Linked DNA regions of Zea mays: region 2 is linked to region 1. The links are chromatin contacts, called in public Hi-C maps. All regions are on one chromosome and are shown on one strand. The core of a region is the stretch at or near the end of the contact, and the rest is flanking DNA. Distances in the headings are between cores, read along the strand shown.

Region 1 (5,727 bases), core at 739-3,238:
ACAACCCTTAGGATCTCTCCTCCCCGACGGGGTCCCTCCCGGGAGCGAGATCCAGGCGCCGCCAGCGACCTTCGCCGCCCCCTGCGCACATGCGGACCGTCCGACATTAGGCAGGGAACGCCAGCCCTTGTACCAGGTCGCGGACTGTCCGACCCCTGGTCGCGGACCGTCCGCGCCTCTACAGAGGGCACCGCCATCGGTTCTCACGCAGTGTTTGGCGTCCGAAAAGGTGTCATCAGATAGGAAAAGCCAAAGGGTAATCTAGAAAAGTTCCATCGTGGTATATATCTTTCTCATATTTACTCGTGCCATTGTCTATTCAATGATCCCGTATGAATAGATATAAGTAAGGGTAACTATGTAATGATCAAATAAATAATCCCTCCTTTCAATTTTTATTTCATATAAAATTTCACTACCTCTAACAAACGAAGATCACTCTTTGAATCCACCATATCAACCTCTTAGACCTATTCATATTTTGCAAAAAAAAACTTCTGCAATTTTTATGAAGTTCATAAATACATAGAAAATCATAGAAACATATTGTAGTCCATACTACTCCCTCCATCTCTTTTTAATTGTCGTCTAAATTTTTATATATTCCAATTTTTCTTAAGATTAGTTAGATTTATAAAAAATATCATAGTAACATTTGTATCTCTAAATAAGCGTACTATAAAAATATTTCCAATGACTAATTTAATGATATTTATTATGCACCAACAATGATTAGTAATATTATATATAGTTAAATTTAAATAAGTTTATTTTTAATATATAAGAATACACTTAAAATAGATGGATGCAACATGTTATGTGTAAATTAATCTATTTATATAAACCGTGCAAGTATAGGACATAAAGAATGGAGTTAAAAAAACTTTTTAGAAATATGTCGAGGAGGTAGGAGGGCTGATTTAAAAAAGAGTATCTTAGGGGTGAAAACGGTCGGAAACGATCGGTAAACACTAAAATCATTTTCGTTTTCGTATTTTTCCTCGGAAACGAGATCGGAAACGGTAACTCCGGAAACGAAAACGACATCGGTAATTCGGAAACATCGGAAACGAAAGTTCGGTACGAAAATTACACCGGTTACGATCGGAATCTAAAATTCGATCGGTAAAAACTTTAACATGTACCCACAATTGACTTCAAAAAATCACGCAAGTCATACATTCGTATAAAATTAGTAATAATATATAAGGTAGGAGGTCACAATAAATATATAAGGTAAGAAGTATACAATAATAAAATCATTATTATGCATTTAAATAAAGTAGAATCAAGATATGTATAATGATATGACACTGACATTCTATTTGTACCCCTACTACTTGGCATAGTCAATATAATTAGTGTCCTCTTAGTCCTTCTTAAGTTCTCATGCAAATTCTGAATATATGTATCAAGAGTAATAATAGATAAGAAAACATAAATAAGATTTATAAAAGTTTCAAACGATTCTAAACTATATATCATTAGATAGATCTTGATATTAGAAAAATAATAAAATTAGTTTCACATTTTTCTAAGCTAAGATGAATTTATTATGAATTTATAAAGGTCAGCTCAGATTTAATATTTTTCTGAAAAATACCGAATTTATTACCGACGGTAAAATACCGGATGAAAACGGTAATTTTCGGAAACGGTCGGAAAAAGCCTAAACCGTTTCCGATTCCGATTTTTTCTACCGATTTCGTTTTCGTATTTTCGGTAACCGTTTCCGTTTACGTTTAGATCTAAATTTCGGTAAAATTTCGAAAACGATTTCCGGTATCCGAAAATTACCGTTTCCGTTTTCATCCCTAGAGTATCTTAAAAGGATTGTTTTATCTCTATTCTCATGGCCTATTTACACGATTTGTATAAATAAATTAGTTTACACGCTATATGTTCCCGTTTAACAATACCATGATTAAAAAAAACTAACCCTCACGAGCTACAACCCCTCTTGTAAATTCTCCATCAACCCCTCCCATCGCTGAGAATCCAAGTGCTGCCCCAATACCTCTACAGTCTACACCTGCTCTCTCGACTCCCCCAAAGTCCTCACCTCCCCACCTGGCCACCTCTGCCTTTGACCTCGCCGGCGCCAACCCAAACCCGCCGCCGCCGATGCCTCTGGCGCACTAGCTTCGCATCTCCGTCCTCAACATGGCGTCCGAGCGCCCGCTCCTCATCGCCACAACCCCGGGCGCCTCAACCCCCGACGACGCCCCCTCGCCGCATCCCCCAGCGGCGTCACTGCTCCCGCCGGCCCAGTCGGAGCCTCCTCTCCGCGCAGACCGTCTCGCCTTCTCCGTGGAGATCCCCGACCCATTCCGCTCCTACCGCCGTGGCGACGGACCCGCCGCCGACCCATCCGCGTCGTTGGAGAGGGAACGTGATGTCGGGGATGACGAATCCCGAGAGGTCATCGTGGGAGAGTCCTCACCGGAGTTCTCTGGGAACGCCATCCGAACGGCAAAGTACTCGTTCCTCACCTTTCTACCGCGGAACCTCTTCGAACAGTTCCGGCGGCTGTCGTACGTCTACTTCCTCGCAATCACTGTGCTTAACCAGCTGCCCCAGGTCGCTGTCTTCGGCCGCGGTGCGTCCGTGCTACCACTCGCCTTCGTGCTCTTCGTCACTGCCGTAAAGGACGCCTACGAGGATTTCCGCCGCCACCGTTCCGACCGCCAGGAGAACAACCGCCTTGCCACCGTGCTCGCACTGGGCACAGCTGGCGAGTTCCAGCCCAAGAGATGGAAGCACATACGCGTCGGGGACGTGGTACGGATCGAGTCCAATGAGACACTGCCGGCCGATATGGTGCTGCTTGCTACCAGCGATCCCACCGGTGTTGCGCACGTCCAGACTGTGAATCTCGATGGGGAGACCAATCTTAAGACGAGGTATGCCAAGCAGGAGACACATGTCATGTTCTCCCAGAATGGTGGTGTTGGTGGCGTCCTGCATTGCGAACGACCCAACAGGAACATTTACGGATTCCAAGCAAATCTTGAGATTGATGGCAAGCGTGTCTCGCTTGGGCCATCCAACATTGTTCTTCGTGGCTGTGAACTCAAGAACACCACATGGGCAATAGGGGTTGTGGTATATGCTGGGAAGGAGACCAAGGTGATGCTAAATAGCTCAGGGGCGCCATCGAAGCGGAGTCGCTTGGAAACACAGTTGAATCGGGAGACTGTCATATTATCTATTATGCTTATTGGGATGTGCACAACTGCATCCGTGCTTGCTGGGATTTGGCTGCTGAATCACCGGAGGGAGCTGGAGTTCACCCAATTCTTCAGGGAGAAGGACTATACAACTGGGAAAAACTACAACTATTATGGTGTTGGGATGCAGATATTCATCACATTCCTTATGGCAGTGATAGTGTATCAGGTTATCATTCCTATCTCATTGTATATATCAATGGAGCTGGTAAGGCTTGGACAGGCATATTTCATGGGTGCTGATAAAGATCTGTATGATGAGTCATCAAGGTCAAAGTTCCAGTGCAGAGCTTTGAATATAAATGAGGATTTAGGGCAAATAAGGTATGTGTTCTCTGACAAGACTGGGACACTAACGGAGAACAAGATGGTCTTCCAGTGTGCGTCAATTCGTGGGGTTGATTACAACTCTGGTAAAGATACAGGTGGATACTCGGTTGTAGGTATGATCACTTAAATTGATTCACTGCATCATACTTGTTTTTGTGTTGTGATGTTGCCATTCCCTTATACCAAATTTCTTTTGTTGGTTTTGGACAGTCGGTGATCATCTGTGGACACCAAAGATGTCAGTTAAAATTGACCCTGAGCTCGTGAAACTACTCAGGGATGGTGGTTCAAATGAGGAACCAAAGCTTGTTCTTGAATTCTTACTTGCTCTTGCTTCCTGTAATACCATAGTGCCGCTTGTCCTTGACACTAGAGACTCAAAACAGAAGTTGATTGACTATCAGGGTGAGTCCCCTGATGAACAGGCACTAGCATATGCTGCAGCATCTTATGGCATTGTCCTTGTTGAGCGAACATCTGGTTACATAGTGATTGATGTCCTTGGTGACAGGCAGAGGTAACTTAGCTTTAGCTATTGGCTTCATAGGCATCCTACATTGGAATGATACATTAATATGTTTTTGATACATATGAAAACAACTATTTTCTTTCTTGCAAATTATTGAATGTGGTTACATAGTTAGGAGTTAGACTACGTAATTTATGATCTTCTAGAAAATAGTGAACAAGCAATTTTTTCTATAAGAGTCAAGTTGTTATGACCGGTATCTATGTGCGTTGAACCCGGGAGCTGATAGCCGGGGTGCCCCAGGGACCGATGGCAGAGAATCCCCCAGGAGCCAGAACAAGAGGAGCCCTGGGGGCCAATCCGCGAGGCACACCAGGGGCCGGGGCAAGAGGTGCCACATGGCGTGAAGGTGCCCCAGGGACTGAAACCATAAGGCTCCCCGCGCCCGACCTAGCAAGAATAGTACCCACGGTGCTGTAGCGCATATAATTCCCACAGATACTATAGCGCGTGCTGTAGCACATTAGTCCAGTTCAGGTTAGAATTAAAATAGAGATTTCTTAGAGCTAAGATTGAGTTGGTTTAGGAAATATGATTGGTTTGTTAGGAAAGGAGAGTCATAATCTATAAGGATTCCTCCTCTAGTTTGATTTGGAGCCTTAAGTCCTCTAGGGACTATAAATATAGAGGCAATGCAACTATTTTAAGGCAAGCAAGACAACTACCTTGCTTGGCCTCAAGGGCCATCTCCCACGCTTCTTTCCCGCTCTCTTACACCTTGTGCACGACCACGGTTCTTGTCTGACGCCGGGGGTTCATGTCCCGGCCATCGATCTCCTATCCATACAACTTACGCAGTCGTGTAGGATTTCAGATCTTATTACAGGTTCTATTGTCAGCAATAATTGGTAGCATTGGAGAATCATATTTGATATGGATAGTTTAATATTTTATATAATTTACTTTATAATTTTGTGTTACATCATCTTAATCTTCAGTATTGGTGTTTCCTCGCCAAAATCCTAGTTTTGACTTGTCTTCCTCATTTGTCTGCATATGTAGTTTTGACTTGAGCATGTGACTTCTGGGTTCTTGCTTAGTTACATGAATGCCAGGATAGATACCAGAGCAATACTTGAATTGGATACCAGTGAGCTTTTATTTTCGAGGTTTGGTGAAAAGTCCTATTTGCCTTTTTGAATTGCAGTATGAAAATTCTGCTGGAAAGGAATAGGGTGCATGAACCACTAGGAAGTTTTGGCGTTGTAGTGGTTAATCTAACTCTAATTTTACTGGTCACAATTGAATCTCTAGTTTTTGGTCATTCATTGTTCCATGAAAGACAAACTATCGTTCCATGGATGTTTCAAGACGAACTGTGCTAGCCAATTTGATAGACATGTGCAAGTCTAGTGATATGTACTTCAGGAGCTTCCTCAATTTTGTAGCCCTTAATCTTTTCTTGTCTTTTGTTATGTGCAGTGACCAACTACACTGGCTGTTAATTTATCTATTGTTTTATGTCACGATATTGACTGTTATTTTCCCATTCAAGACTTTCAATGCATCACATTTTTGTGTATGTCAATTAACATTTCAATAATTTAATAACACTATTGACTTCCAATACTGTATTTGTGCTGGTATGGAATACACAGATTTGATATACTGGGACTTCATGAGTTTGATAGTGATCGT
Region 2 (5,658 bases), core at 371-2,870, 510 kb before region 1:
AAGTCAACAATAATAACTCATAATAAAACATGATCATGATTCATGTGTATCATTATCACAAAAACCAAGTAGATCACTAGCAGTTCTACCCAATATTAAGTAACCCAGAAGTAAACAAGGTATAGGGAAAACAAATCTAGGTAACCTATTAGGTCCCGTCTGGTTAACCTAATTATGCAATGCACAGGTGAGAACAATCCACTAAATATTATATAGGTCAAACAACATGATCAAGGAGACACTTGCCTTCCTTAGCAAACTCCTGCTGCTTAGATGCTTCTATAGGTTGGGCTTCAAATTCCTCTATCGAGGATTTCCCCATAGTGAATTTATGGGTTAGGGTGGTTCAGGCTCTCGTCGTAAGTATTAGGGCTCTCGTCGTGGGTATTAGGGATCTTGTCGTGAGATAATTTCTGACACCCGGTGTTTTGGTGGTTATTGATCTGTTATGTTCTAGTTTGTGCTCTTGGGGCTCCCCCACCTCTCCTTATATAGTCTAAGTAGGTGGGATGCTGTAGGTGTGAATACAAGTATGTTACATGATAGATCTAATTTGGTAACCTAGTCCTTTGAGAATCCAACTTTCTATAATTATAAGTCTGCCTTCCTTATCCATTAGATTCTTGTCTTATCTGCTTATGACTTTGTCTTGTATGTTGGGATGTTATCCTATCTACTAAAGAATCTAACTTGTCTATCCTATATATTCTAGTAACATCTTTGTCATATTAGTACTTTTTGAGTCCTACTCATATTAGACCCCTAATAATTATGACGACTAAGTCAAGGGACAAGAAATCTTTTATGGCACACTTGAAAAAGGTAGCTATTTTGACCAAAACAAAAGCATTTGAAAAAATGAGAGAAATTTTCGAACTTAAGAAATGCTTGCAAATAGAAAAGGCTTTCAAAATATTTCAAAACTTTGCGAAATAAAAAATACCAAGTGATACAAATGTGGTCAAATATGTTAAAATTACAAACAACGCATATTCAGCTTAGAACTGAGAAGGCGTGAACGGAGAACGGCGGCACCGGCACGCAGGGTCTACGAATTAGGTTAATTGGCGATTTGGTGAAGCGTATATGGTACACGGACGTGAAGTCGTGATGGCCGTAGGCTCGTAGCACGACTGCGTGAGTTGTGGCCTGTACGAGAGGCTGGGCTGTCCATGTTTTGAGCCGATCAACTAATGAAACATTTGAGCTGATTAAATTAATCAATACTATACTTAACTACATACTTGAGGGAGGCCCAACAATTTGGGGGCCAGAGCGGCCGCCCAGCTCATCCCAAATAAAATAGGTTCTATTGTTGCCTGGAGAAATGAAGAATAGGAAAATCACGGAGAGGGAGGGAAATAGTGCGAGAAGCGTGCGGCTAGAATGGTTGATTGGGCTCCCTCTCAGACCCCCACACAGTCACACATGGCGCGCGGCGATTAGAAGCCCCGGATTACACCTCATCGCCATTCGCCACTTTTTTTATCTATCCTATACCAACTACCACATATTATATCATTTTTCTCACACTTTTTTATCCAAAAAAAATCCATCATCGGCGGGTCGCTGTCGCGCACAGTGGATAGACCATTCACCCAGTACGCACGCTCGTGCATGCATGCATATTCTATCGGTTTAGCGTTACGCACGCTCGAAGTAGCGTTCACTCGTACGCTACAGTGCATAGAGTATCTCGTCCAGTCGCCCGCTACAGCAAAAATTTCTACGCTATGCTTTAGCGTTCGCGTGTCCGGTAGCAAGTGCGGCTAGCCTTATCTAGTTATCTGTCACCGCTCGCAATCCCCGCTGCCATGTCACCACCGCCCAGCTCGTCGCCATCCCGCAGCATGACTTCATGAGCGCACCGCATATACGCCTACTCCCCGAACAGCTCGCTCCGGCTGCCCAGTCCTCGCCAGTCACCACCGCCCAGCTCGTCGCCAGTCGCCACCAATGGCCTCCTCCGCCATGGAGCTCTCGCTCGTCAACCCCGCCGCGACGCACCGCCACCGAGGCGGCCTCGTCGGCCTGCCCCTCGCCCGGCGCTCCGTGGTACGCTTCCGCGTGTCCGCGGCCGCCGCGCCGCCCAAGTCCTCGGGCCCCAACAAGCGGGGCAAGACGGAGATCCAGGAGACGCTGCTCACTCCCCGCTTCTACACCACCGACTTCGACGAGATGGAGCGCCTCTTCAACGCCGAGATCAACAAGCAGCTCAACCAGGCGGAGTTCGACGCGCTGCTGCAGGAGTTCAAGACGGACTACAACCAGACCCACTTCGTGCGCAACCCCGAGTTCAAGGCCGCCGCCGACAAGATGGAGGGCCCGCACCGCCAGATCTTCGTCGAGTTCCTCGAGCGCTCCTGCACCGCTGAGTTCTCCGGCTTCCTCCTCTACAAGGAGCTCGGTCGCAGGCTCAAGGTTCCTTCATGTTTCTTTGCCTTGCCTTGCCTCGTCTGGAGCATTTCATCGACCATCTGGTGGGCGTGTGCTGATACCCTGCTTTTCTTCTGCAGAAAACTAACCCGGTCGTGGCGGAGATCTTCTCGCTCATGTCCAGGGACGAGGCGCGCCATGCTGGGTACGAACCTTATCTCTTTTCATGCAATCCAATAACAATGCGTGCAATTAGTAGCCAAAAAAAATGCATCCTTATAAAGATTAGGAAATATAATTGTTTGCCTGTCCCATGAACACTTATGTCAGTGTTGCTACCTCAATTTGACAAGGAATGCGGATATTCTAAGTTTGCAGAAATAATTTAAACGAGCCTGGTTACATGAGCAAACAAAATACTCATTTTTCAATGTAGTCGGTAGTATTAATTATGTCAATGAATTGGGGGTTGCTTCCAGCAACTGCCCATAAGAATTCAGGCATGCATGTTTTCCTGATTGTGTTCAATTTGAGGCTCTAGGGTAATGATGAGGGCATGGAGAAATTCAGCTGAAAGTTTCATGTGATTTGCACTGTGTAGGTTTTTGAACAAGGGTCTGTCTGACTTCAACTTGGCGCTGGACCTGGGGTTCCTCACCAAGGCTAGGAAGTACACCTTCTTCAAGCCCAAGTTCATCTTCTATGCCACCTACCTGTCCGAGAAGATTGGGTACTGGAGGTACATCACCATCTTCAGGCACCTCAAGGCGAACCCAGAGTACCAGGTGTACCCCATCTTCAAGTACTTCGAGAACTGGTGCCAGGACGAGAACAGGCATGGTGACTTCTTCTCTGCCCTGCTGAAGGCTCAGCCGCAGTTCCTCAATGACTGGAAGGCCAAGCTCTGGTCACGGTTCTTCTGCCTCTCGGTAATTTTTCGAGCTATTCTTTTGCTATGTATGTAGATCGATTAACTCCAAAGGTTGTTGTGCCCCATTGCTGATAGCTGTGTTACTTGACCTTTTGCAGGTGTATGTGACCATGTACCTGAATGACTGCCAACGGACTACATTCTATGAGGGAATTGGTCTGAACACGAAAGAATTTGACATGCATGTGATCATTGAGGTATAAATGAACTGCATTTCATCATTTAATTTCCACCTGTTTACTATATTTCATGCTGAACATCACAACAATATTGTTACAAAAGATTAGGAATTTACATGAAACTCTGTTAGAAATCCTGAAAGCTTAGGAGAATATATGAACTGCTTCTAGAAATGCTGGTGTGAACTAAGGCTGCTACTGACAATGTAAAAATATTTCATACCTGTGCAGACCAACCGCACAACAGCAAGGATCTTCCCTGCTGTTCTGGATGTCGAGAACCCTGAATTCAAGAGGAAGCTTGACAGGATGGTTGAGATCAACCAGAAGATCATTGCTATCGGAAAATCAGATGACATTCCCCTAGTGAAGAACATGAAGAGGATTCCTCTCGTTGCCGCTCTGGTGTCTGAGATCATTGCTGCATACCTCATGCCCCCCATTGAGTCCGGCTCGGTTGATTTTGCTGAATTTGAGCCCCAGCTTGTTTACTGATTCTGTAGAAAGATTTATCTTCGGATTATTCTCTCCGAAAGACAAGTCGGTGCTTTCTCCCTAAGGGGCCTTATGGTGAAAAAAACTGGGATGGTCAAAGGATCTGCATCTTCTTGTGTCCGTTCGTCTGTACAGTACTGAGACTTCGGCAACATAAAGCTTGGCTTGGCAAGTTCTTGTTGTGTGGCATCTCCATGGAAATGACAGTGAACTGCATCAGAAGCGAGCGTTCCAGTTTTCCAGCAGAAGGGCGCGTCTGAAGTTATACTGATATGAAGCAATATCATACATACCTTTATGGTCAACTGTACCACATGGCCTCCGCGCAGAGTTGTTGAGCATATTTTTTAGCATCCATGTCAACATCGGACTAGCATGATGCATGTATCCAGATCCAGCGCATTTGGCTGATTGTGTAACACTAGAAACCATTTAACAGCGTTTAGCTATCTCATGTATTATAAGTGTCAATTATCTAGATGAATTTGGTAGATGATTGTCCATATTAGCACGGTCTATGCTTCTAATCTCCTTTCATCATTGTATCGTAAAAACCCGCCAAGTAAAATGTGAAACACTAAAAAATTGTTTCTTGAGGGACTGCCGTGAAGCAAAACCTCAGACCTTACCGCTATGTCTCCATCAACTTGGTTAAATAGTTTGATACATTCTTTTTTTATTCATTTTAGTGAATATTATAATACATATTGAAGACCTTAAATAATCTCAAACAAAAAATAGATTGAAAAGTTTTCGTTCTCTTTGAATATTATAACTTTAATTTAGGCCATTTCTTCGTCCAGAATCATTTGAAAAATCATAAAAATATTAATGTTTTGAAATGGTGCTTTTTTGCCTCACGTATTCCTCCTGGGCCCTTTGCCGCTCGCTGCACGCTAAGTTTACCTAGCAGTCGCTTCACTTCTGTTGTATCTGAGTGTAGCGGCGGGAGCTACGAGCAGCATACCTCGATGACCCTTCTCTCTGAACCGTCACTTGACTCGAGTCGATGACGTTATCGAACATTGGGTACCTACAAAGAAGTAACATCACGAAAAAGATATATACAATATGCACCTTTCATGACCATTGCCTCGCCATATGCAACCTGAATACAAAAGAACAATGCAATCTCATATACAAAGTTTCATAGAAATAGCATCTACCAAGTTGTGCAAAAAAATTCACTAGACAATCTGATGCCACCTAACTGCACAACATATATGTGTTTGCAGGATCTGGTCCTCTGTGCCCTATACCCCTGAGGTAGACTTGAATGTCACTAGGCACCACACCACTGCTAGCTTCATGTACATACAGTTGAGAAGCATGTAACCATAAATTATAGGAACTCAATTACAAACATCAAAAACAGAATCAATTGTACTTACTATTTGTTTTGATAAATAAAAGTGATCAGCACCTCCGTATATATGGTAGGATATGGTAAGACTCAATTTCACAATTGGAGCTTTATCTCACAGACATAGCCTTCAACTCATTCGAAAGTCCAATATCGGTGTTGGTCACTTGTTCTCAAATGATGTGAATCAAGAATAAGGCAACACAATTGTTAAAGATTAGTGACAATCGTCCTACGAAACATTATCTCCTTTAGGATATAATGATCTTCAGACGAAGGTCATGAAGGAAGCACCTTCATCATTCGAAAGAATG

Evidence for each region. A called contact is a pair of places that touch in the nucleus more often than the background predicts.
Region 2: a contact with region 1 is called in a Hi-C map of tassel, with 2.7 times the contacts expected there. The contact joins the promoter of LOC103650025 here to the promoter of LOC103650024 in region 1. A contact is called at or near these places in 2 of 25 Hi-C or Micro-C datasets (ear and tassel).

The regions. Positions count from the first base shown.
Region 1 is chr3:44,657,974-44,663,700 of Zm-B73-REFERENCE-NAM-5.0, reverse strand. LOC103650024 (phospholipid-transporting ATPase 1) reads left to right here and starts at 1,988. Exons shown (of 7, transcript XM_008675697.2): 1 at 1,988-3,673; 2 at 3,771-4,077; 3 at 5,688-5,727. The coding sequence starts at 2,164.
Region 2 is chr3:45,170,303-45,175,960 of Zm-B73-REFERENCE-NAM-5.0, reverse strand. It overlaps LOC103650025 (magnesium-protoporphyrin IX monomethyl ester [oxidative] cyclase, chloroplastic), which reads left to right and starts at 1,620. Exons shown (of 5, transcript XM_020550194.3): 1 at 1,620-2,421; 2 at 2,517-2,581; 3 at 2,978-3,305; 4 at 3,406-3,504; 5 at 3,718-4,472. The coding sequence starts at 1,957. The coding sequence ends at 3,981.